Regions from separate parts of the Zea mays genome. Here all the other regions are linked to region 1. Evidence: chromatin contacts called from public Hi-C data. All regions are on one chromosome and are shown on one strand. Each heading gives the region's core, a stretch centred on a gene start, on an enhancer-like site or on the middle of the called end of the contact. The rest is flanking DNA. Distances are from core to core; before and after follow the strand shown. Region 1 holds the start of LOC100191721 (liguleless narrow1). Region 2 holds the start of LOC100275144. Region 3 holds the start of LOC103638361.

What was found. A called contact is a pair of places that touch in the nucleus more often than the background predicts.
Region 2: a Hi-C map of tassel shows a contact between it and region 1, with 3 times the contacts expected there. The contact joins the promoter of LOC100275144 here to the promoter of LOC100191721 in region 1. A contact is called at or near these places in 2 of 25 Hi-C or Micro-C datasets (ear and tassel).
Region 3: a Hi-C map of endosperm shows a contact between it and region 1, with 3 times the contacts expected there. The contact joins the promoter of LOC103638361 here to the promoter of LOC100191721 in region 1. A contact is called at or near these places in 3 of 25 Hi-C or Micro-C datasets (ear, endosperm and tassel).

The regions. Positions count from the first base shown.
Region 1 is chr9:50,381,268-50,384,162 of Zm-B73-REFERENCE-NAM-5.0, reverse strand. It overlaps LOC100191721 (liguleless narrow1), which reads right to left and starts at 1,435. Exons shown (of 6, transcript NM_001137150.1): 1 at 1,076-1,435; 2 at 849-994; 3 at 551-761; 4 at 9-246. The coding sequence starts at 1,097.
Region 2 is chr9:50,126,299-50,129,193 of Zm-B73-REFERENCE-NAM-5.0, reverse strand. It overlaps LOC100275144, which reads left to right and starts at 1,520. Exons shown (of 2, transcript NM_001149310.1): 1 at 1,520-2,315. The coding sequence starts at 1,584.
Region 3 is chr9:50,606,242-50,609,136 of Zm-B73-REFERENCE-NAM-5.0, reverse strand. It overlaps LOC103638361, which reads left to right and starts at 1,520. Exons shown (of 3, transcript XM_020544432.3): 1 at 1,520-2,041; 2 at 2,129-2,785; 3 at 2,895. The coding sequence starts at 1,780.

The DNA.
Region 1 (2,895 bases), core at 186-2,685:
GGTTTTACTAGGTCCCGACGACGCGGCCCGTGTTAATCGCGTCGGAGTCGTCCTCGAAGATCTTGGCCATGCCGAAGTCGGAGATCTTTGGGCTCATCTTGTGGTCGAGCAGCACGTTGCTGGCCTTGAGGTCCCGGTGGACCACCTTCAGCAGCGAGTCCTCGTGGAGGTACAGCAGGCCGCGGGCGATGCCCAGGATCACGTTGTGCCGGGTGCTCCACCCAAGCTGCGCACTCTTGCTCGGATCTAGGGTTTAATTAAATTAAATTAGTACTAGTACTGATCAACCAACCAAGCCGTATCTGTTGTGATCACTAATTTAATTTGGATGGTAAGCAGAGCACAATTATTAGTCCCGTTGCGCTGTGCGCATCAAGTTACTAGGAGTATAGTACCAGTCCATCCACCTCGAATTAATTAGCTCGTAGTACTAGCTAGACACGAACGGAACATGGAATTTATAGCGTGATGACACCACGCCCACCTACCGTGAGACCTACAGCTACGTGGCCATGGCCCAATGGCGGCAAGGAGCTGTTGGTTCGCTTACCGAAGAGGAAGGCGTCGAGGCTGCGGTTGGGGAGGTACTCGTACACCAGCAGCTTCTCCTCGCGCTCGGCGCACCAGCCCAGCAGCCGCACTAGGTTGCGGTGCTGCAGCTTGGCGATGAGCTCCACCTCGTTCCGGAACTCCGCCGCGCCCTGCCGCGACCGCGCTGACAGACGCTTCACGGCGATCTCGGAGCCGCCGCTCAGCACGCCCTGCAAATCATGCATATTGCTATTAGATGTAGAGTAACAAAACAGCTAGCTGTGGCCACATCCATCGACCTTGGGTTGATTTCTCACTCTGTAGACGGGGCCGAAGCCGCCCTCGCCGAGCTTGTTGGCCTTGGAGAAGTTGTCGGTGGCAGCGAGGATGGAGGCGAGGTCCATGAGCGGCAGGTCCGAGCTCGACCGCCGCCATAGGCTGTCCAGCAGGGATCTCCGGATGGCTGAACAAGAGGGCAGGGATCATCCAATGTTAGAAACACACGCAGCAGCAGCGGATGGAATGGAAAGGAAAGGAAAGCCACCAGCAGAGCGCAGTTTCACCATTGCGCTTCCGCCACCGCCAGCAGTAGACGCAGTAGAGCAGCGTGCAGACGATGACCGTTACCAGCACGCCCACCATGATCCGCATCGCGTCGGGGCTGGAGCCCGAGCCGTGCGACGCCGCATCGCCCGCGGGCGCCGGCGCCGTGCCCAACAGCCGGCGCTGCGCCATGCTTCTACCAGCAGAGACTTGTCCGATCCTGCTCTCTGTACACACCGTCGTCGGAAGAAACCGGATGGAATGGAAATGATGATTGAGGCTACGGGCCGCCGGCGCTAAAGGAGCGCAACAAAGTGTGGAAACGAGGGGCACGCAACGCAACTGGGGGAAAAGAAGTGAGAATGGGGAGAGGCGGGCGGGGCGGAGCCGAGCGCGACCGCACTGTGAGTGTGTCACCCGTCGCGTTTGGCCTTTTGTCCTTGTCAGCACCTGCAGTCGGCGGATACCTTTGACCCAGCGACAGGTGATGCGCGTGTCCATCCGCAGCACGACTGCACGAGTACAGCTGAAAACGGGACGGTACTATGATAACTAATATATTTTAACCGAAATCTAATATGCGTATAATTAAGACGAGACGAATATCTAAAGACCAAATATTTATTCGAGTAGATAAATAACAAATACAAATATTATTTTTGTCACTTATTTCTTGTTCCTGACGGCAGATGGACAGTAGGTTGTACTATATGATAACTAATATATTTCAACCGAAATCGAATATATGTATAATTAAAACGGGACGAATACCTAAGGACCAAACATTTATTCGAGTAGATAAATAACAAATACAAATATTATTTTTGTCACTCGTTTTGTATTACTAACGGTAACAAAAAAAAAACAAGGCAGCACACATGACCGCATTTTAAGCTTCTCCCTTTATTTGACTAATTTTTAAGAGTCAATCAAAGAGAGAAGATGGAAACACAAATATTTAACGATACCAATTAGCCATAAAATATAAAGAATGAAACAATTTACTCATCTCAATTCCTTATCGGATTTGCTCCATTCTTACAACATAATGGATGGTTACAGGTATACCTTTGATTTCACTCATAAAGACTCGAAGGTGTTAGAAGGTATCTTCGGAGGTGGAGCGAATCGGTGTTCATGGACTCTAAAAAAGTGTGTCCAATGCATGATAATGTTCCTCTATTTATAGTCGTGAGTTACAGCTTCGTATGAAATTACAAGCATGTTAATAATGTTTACACACATGGATCTTAAGTCATGCGAGGGTGAGGAATATCGTGATTTTTTTACCGAAGAAGATTCTTCCAAATCCTAGTCCCCTTTGGTCATTGATCACCTTTGCGACATGTCATGCCTGCCAATGTTCATGAAGCTCTCCGTGCCATGACTAGGCCACTTTTGTTGTAGCCGTAGTCTTTGTCATGTTTCGGCACTCAGTGGCCATCGTGTCTGCTCCTTTTCGGAGATTGTCAAAAGCAGTTATGTTCTCACTAGGACAACTCGGGACCTCTAGGACCCCCAAAGGGTCATCTTCGACACAACATTGGATCTTTGGCTTCTACCTCAACGAATTAGAGGATTTTTGTCTTTGGTCGAATTTCTTCTCCTAAGAAGCAGGCTAATTTGGTTCCTAGACCTTCAATGTTCTCTAGAATTTAGTTCGATCTTGGTGTGGCTAGCCCCGGGCAACGCTTGTCCTAGGCTTTTCTTTCGGTGCTTGGCACACGTGGATTTAACAGGTTTTCTGATCTGGACCAAGATGTGCATGGTTCCCACAATTGTTAGAACCCAAAGATTCAATTTTTGAATTGGTGTGTCAGT
Region 2 (2,895 bases), core at 271-2,770, 260 kb after region 1:
AGAGCTGAAAGGGACTCGCATTCTCTCGCCCTTTTCGGAGTGACGCCTGGTGCGGGTGCCTTCGGTTTGGAGCTGCTCTGGTTGGGCTTCTTTCTCCGCTTGCGTGCTCTCTCCCTATATGTATCTAGCGGTATACTAGCTATGTTGCCTCCAGATGTCCATGTCTTCGTCGTGTACTTCTCCGGCAACGAACAGGTATGACTGCATCTTTCTTTCCCTTCCTGGTCTACGAAACCTTGGAAGTGGGGAAGGCGAGGGATGGGATCCCTGATTTGCTGTCTATGGTACCCATTCGATGGCTCAATATTGACTGTCTACATGGCCTTTCCTTTATCACGATGTCGACTCACTTAGTCAAATAAAAAAAAATATGCGGAGAGCAGAGACAATCAATAAAAAATATTGAGATCTTTTTTGGTGGATAGTTTACGTGTGTATTGTTGTGAGTCGTCGCAACGCACGGGCAACTGACTAGTTTGTTTATATGGGGTTATGATTGTTTCGGTTTAGGCTGAATAGTAGCTAAACGATAAGTCAACTGCTTAACAATTAACGTTTAGGATAACACTAAGTATTGGTGAATGTTTATTACTCCCTCTATACCAAAATATAATTTGTTTTAGACTAAATAAACATTTATTAATTAATCTACGAATGTAATTTATATGTATGTCTATATTCATTATCATCTAGATGAATGTGAACAGAGAAAAAGAGGGCTAGAAAAAAAACTATATTTTAGGACAGAGGGACTATTTATTTAGAACAATTGGAATACTCATATGGGCCAAGACCATTTACTCTAACAATACTTGCATTTAAAACTACTTAGGTCCCGTTTGTTTCCTTTCATTTTGAGGAATTGTAATCTTATTAATAGAATAGGCTATTTTTTAGAATGTGACATTCCACCACTTTCCAAAGTTATTATATAAGCCTATCTCAAATTCATAGGGTGAAAGATGGAAATTGATTCTATAGATTTACATGTTATTTTTCGATGTACAACTTATAGCACACTTTTCTACTTGCTTCGCTATACCATAAATATAGTATATAACTATATCTCTCAAATGATTTAGGATAATATACAAATATACTACATATATAAATATATAAACTTAATTAGTTTTGTCTAAATTATAATTATTAAAATGGAATTCAATTCCAACGAAACAAACGGGGCCTTAGAGAAATTTAAACATAAAGGGTAAAATTTAACCATTTGAGATACTATTAAAAATTAGGAACCAGAAGGGTTCATAACCAAAAAATAATTTACGGACTTTTAGTGCAATTATCATTTGAACCAGGATGATGTTCATGTTTCAGTCCATGGATGATTACCAGGCAGGGCATTTCAGATATTTCAGTTGAGCTGTTAAGCTAGCTCAGGAAAATAACAAAGACTGACATGATGCTTCTCGGGCGAAGCGGCACTCCAACACACAAAAAGTCCCAAACGTGTATTCGACTCGAACGTTTGATGTGAGCCTTGGAGTGCTAGATTCTGTTTCCATTGTCCATTCTCAGTCACCTGAGCAGCCGAACGTTCTCAGTCACCTGCAGGTCAGGAACCAACGATGCCGGGCATCCACCGCTACACCGCCGAGCTGCTGGTGCTGCTCACCATCATTACCCGCCTCCTGCTGCTGGCCACGGCGTGGCCGGCATTGCCCGCCCCAGCGTCGCTCGAGCCGTCGCTGCTTTTCCCGTCCGCCGGCGCCACCTCGCCCACGCAGACCCAGTCAGCCGGGGTCGCCTCCACAATCCCGGCCTTCCCGGAGCAGTCAGAGGCCGCCGCGGCTGCTGCCACCTCCGTCTGCCAGCTCACCCCGTCGCCTCCGCTCCTTCCCGCTGTCCTAGCATCGTGCAACGCCAATGCCGGCGGGAGTGGCGTGACGCTCCCGCCGCGCCTAAGATGCTGCCCGGCGCTCGCCGCGTGGCTGTACACTGCGTACGCGCCCACCGCGCTCTCGGGCAGCGGCGTCGGAGAAGCGTCGGTGGCCGCGTCGGCCGAGGCCGCCGCCGTGGTGGACTTGCCAGTGCTGCCGGACGACGCGGAGGAATGCGCCGGCGCGGCGGACCGTGCGCTGCGGGCGGCCGGGGTGGCGCTACCGCGGCCGCATTGGGGCGAAAGCACCGGCACTGGCAACGGAACTGCGGCGTGCGACGTAGCGTTCTGCTACTGCGGGGTGAGGCTGCGGCGGCCTGCGTGCGCGGCGCCGCAGGGCCGGATGGCAAGGAGACTGGAGAGGGACTGCGCGCTGCCGGGGCTCGCCGGCTGCTCCAGGTGCCTGCGGGCGCTCAGCAAGGTGAGACACAACACAACAGAGCTTTCTTTTCTTTTTCCCTTGATGCATGAATGCATCTTGTCTGCTGCATTGGAATGTGCACTTGCCTAAACTACCATCCTTTCTAATGGGAAACGCAATATTAATTGCATCTACTCAAAATGTTGAATTGTTCATGAGTCATGAAGATTATGTTTTTATGGTCTGTAGGTGTCAAAATTGTGAACATTTTTAGTTTTTAACTACTGATTTACGTTCTATATGAAAGAGCAGAAAATAGAATATAATCGCATCCAATATGATTTCAAAAAGATATTTTGACGGCATCTTCTATTGATGAAATGCATGCTTATGTATGTACTATCCTAAACTGAACTATCAGAAGTGGGGTTCTCCATTGTATTAGTATATTGCATACTCCTATCTAGACAAATAGTATAATACAATATCTGTTTCATGCATCAACAGTGTCTGTTCCACTTTTAGAGGAATCTGGAATAAAACAGGTGTCACCATGTAACTTGGTAGATCCATGTATTTATGTATGACATTTTCATTTTGTACGACCCGTTATGTGAGAAACATGACAAACCTGCAGCTT
Region 3 (2,895 bases), core at 271-2,770, 220 kb before region 1:
TTATTTCTTATTAATTGAACAATTAATCTAAATTATATACTAGTTGTATGTACATAAATGCCACAAAGATATGCGAACAGCTAGCTAGCTTGATCATGTTATTATTGAACTTCTATATTTAAATAAATGAAAATGAATTTAGACACATATGTGAAACACATACATCAAGTATTATATGAACTTATTTAGTAACTTAAAACGAATTTTAATTTAGTAAGGAAGGAGTATTATATTCTTTTTACTATGCGCCATTCAATTGCAAGCATTTGCACGGACGACAACCCCACGTACAAGTACAATAAGTCCCCATTGTCGAGACGATGTTATTGAGCTTTGAACGACACTACACAAATGAGATCACGATATATGAATTGATGTAATTTCCACATGAACAATTAAGTCGGATGTTTTCGACGCCATCTCGCAACACTATGCTGGATTTTTTTGTTGGCAAATGCCCACTTCAAAATTAGATAATTTTCGTCGATCTATTGCTCTTGCATATTAAACCATGAAAATTAGCTAATTTTTGTGGGTGAATGATGAAAACTACTTAGTTAGTTTGCATCAGTCTCGTCTAGTCGATGAAAATAATTTTCATCCTAGCCGATGAAAGTTTGTCTGGTTAATTTTCATCGTCTATGGAAACTCCTTGAAAATTAGGATTAACTTCTATCGACTCACTGTAACTGATGAAAATTAGCCTTATCAGATGCAAATTAACTATTTATATCGATACATAACACACACATATATTCTTATTCATCCATTTCCATCACATTATGTCCATCCACATCACACAAATCACAAATTATCCATACCATATTTATGGATTTATAACATATCTTCAAATAGCTTTAGTTACTGAAGTCTAAAATATTCCAAATAACAAAATAAATACTAATTTTTATACATCAAACGAGTCTTAACATATAGATTCGTTAAATGATTAGAGTTCTCACCTAGAGTGTTAACCAATGAGTTAGATCCCTCATAGTCTCTAGGTTTTGCTAATTATTTAGGAGTCTAAAAACCCTATAATCATACTCACTTTGCAGCTACAAATAGTTGAAGCAGGTTGGCCAAGGATTAGGGTTTAGGTGTCTAGGGTGTGCGCATATGGGGCCGATGGACGCGGTGTATCCGAGCTGGGAGATTAGGATAGACGTGGATGGTGTGGTCGATAATGGCGGTTAACGGTCGGGGCAGAGCAAGTGGATGGGACGACGCGGTCATGCTAGACGGCATGGTCGAGTGAGGGTTGGATGGAGCGATTGCCGGGACGATTGCTCTAGCGAGGGTGGAGGTTCGACGGTGTAGTTAATATGAGTAGAGACGCAACACACGTAATATCGAATTACTCGGAGTAAACTAGTTAATTTTCGGTGATCATACTGCATGGCCAACAAAAGAATACTAATTTTCGCGACAACAATTAGTAATTTTCGCCAGTTAGCTTACAGCGGTAAAAATTGATTAATTTCTATAAGCTTTAACTAAAATCCACAAAAAAAAAATCAGCCACGAACATCGTCAATCTAGGACCGATGAGCTATGACGACGAAGTTCACGACTATATGCATGCCTAGCTCTCTAGCCGTTTTTTACACGAATAGTGGGCGTGCAGAAAAGTTCTGCAAACTGAGGCTAACTAACATAGAACATTGCATGCAGACGTATTGATGATCATTTGGAAACGCATGTCAGTGCGACAGTGTCGTGCGCGCGGGTCATGCGGCCGGCGTTGCGCCTCCCAATGCTCTGTCTCTCCCCGTCGCCATGAAAGCGAAAGGAAAACAGCTAAATTCCATCACTTCCTTTGCATTCACATCATCACTTTGTTGCCTGTTTGGTGGTTGTAGGTCCGCCTGCTCTGCCAACCCATCCGGCGGTCCGGTCCGGCCATCCAGCCCTCCCTCGGCCAGTCAGCACGGCGTGCGCACACCAGCCTGCGGAAAGCCCAGGCCGCCCTTCTGCTGCCTGCGCCGCTGCACAAAGCTAACGGATTCTTCTGTCACACTGCAGACTAATAAAGCTGCACGTCTCTGCCTCTCTGTCCACTGTCACAGTGCACGACGAGCTTTGCTTCTTGCCTTCTTCATATATACTCTGCTTTGTGCTTTTCCAGCGGTCTGCTGTCTTACGCGCATGTACGAGAAGCGAGCTGATCAGGCGGCCGCCATGGCAAGAGAATTCCACGCTGCGTCACCGGCGGTTACCGTGCCTGCCTCGCCGCTCCCGTCAAAGAACGCCGGGGGCGGCCTCGCAAACCTCCAATGGCTGCTCAGGAAGCGCGCCAACAAGGTGCAGCAGGGCCGGTCCGTCACCGTCGAACAGCAAGAGGCCGCCGACGACTGCGACGACGAGTGCGCCTCCATGTTCGCCGGCGCCACGCCCTACAACGTCCCCGTCGCCGTCGCTGGTCCAACTCCAGACGACGCGCCGGGCAGGAAGCGCCACGGGGAAGCGCTTTCGCGGCTCCGGTCGGCGATCCTGGCCGTGCTAGCTCGAGCGCGGCGCGGGCGCGGGAGGCGGCCGCTGGGGTCCTGCGCCACCGTCACCGGCACCATCTTCGGCCGCCGCCGCGGCCGCGTGCACCTGGCCCTGCAGACCGACCCGCGCGCCCCGCCCGCGCTCATGGTCGAGCTCGCCGCCTACTCCACCGGCGCGCTCGTCAGGGAGATGGCCTCGGGACTCGTCCGCCTTGCTCTCGAGTGCGAGAAGGCACCCGCACCGCCGAAGCAAACTGGTGACCCATCCATCGATGTCGATGCTTACTTTGGCGGTAGCTGGCGGTGTTTCCAACTGTCATTACATATATATACTCTATATATTGCCTTCACCATCATTCCTCATCTTCCATGCATGGCGATGGCGACCGCCTTGCATTTCAGG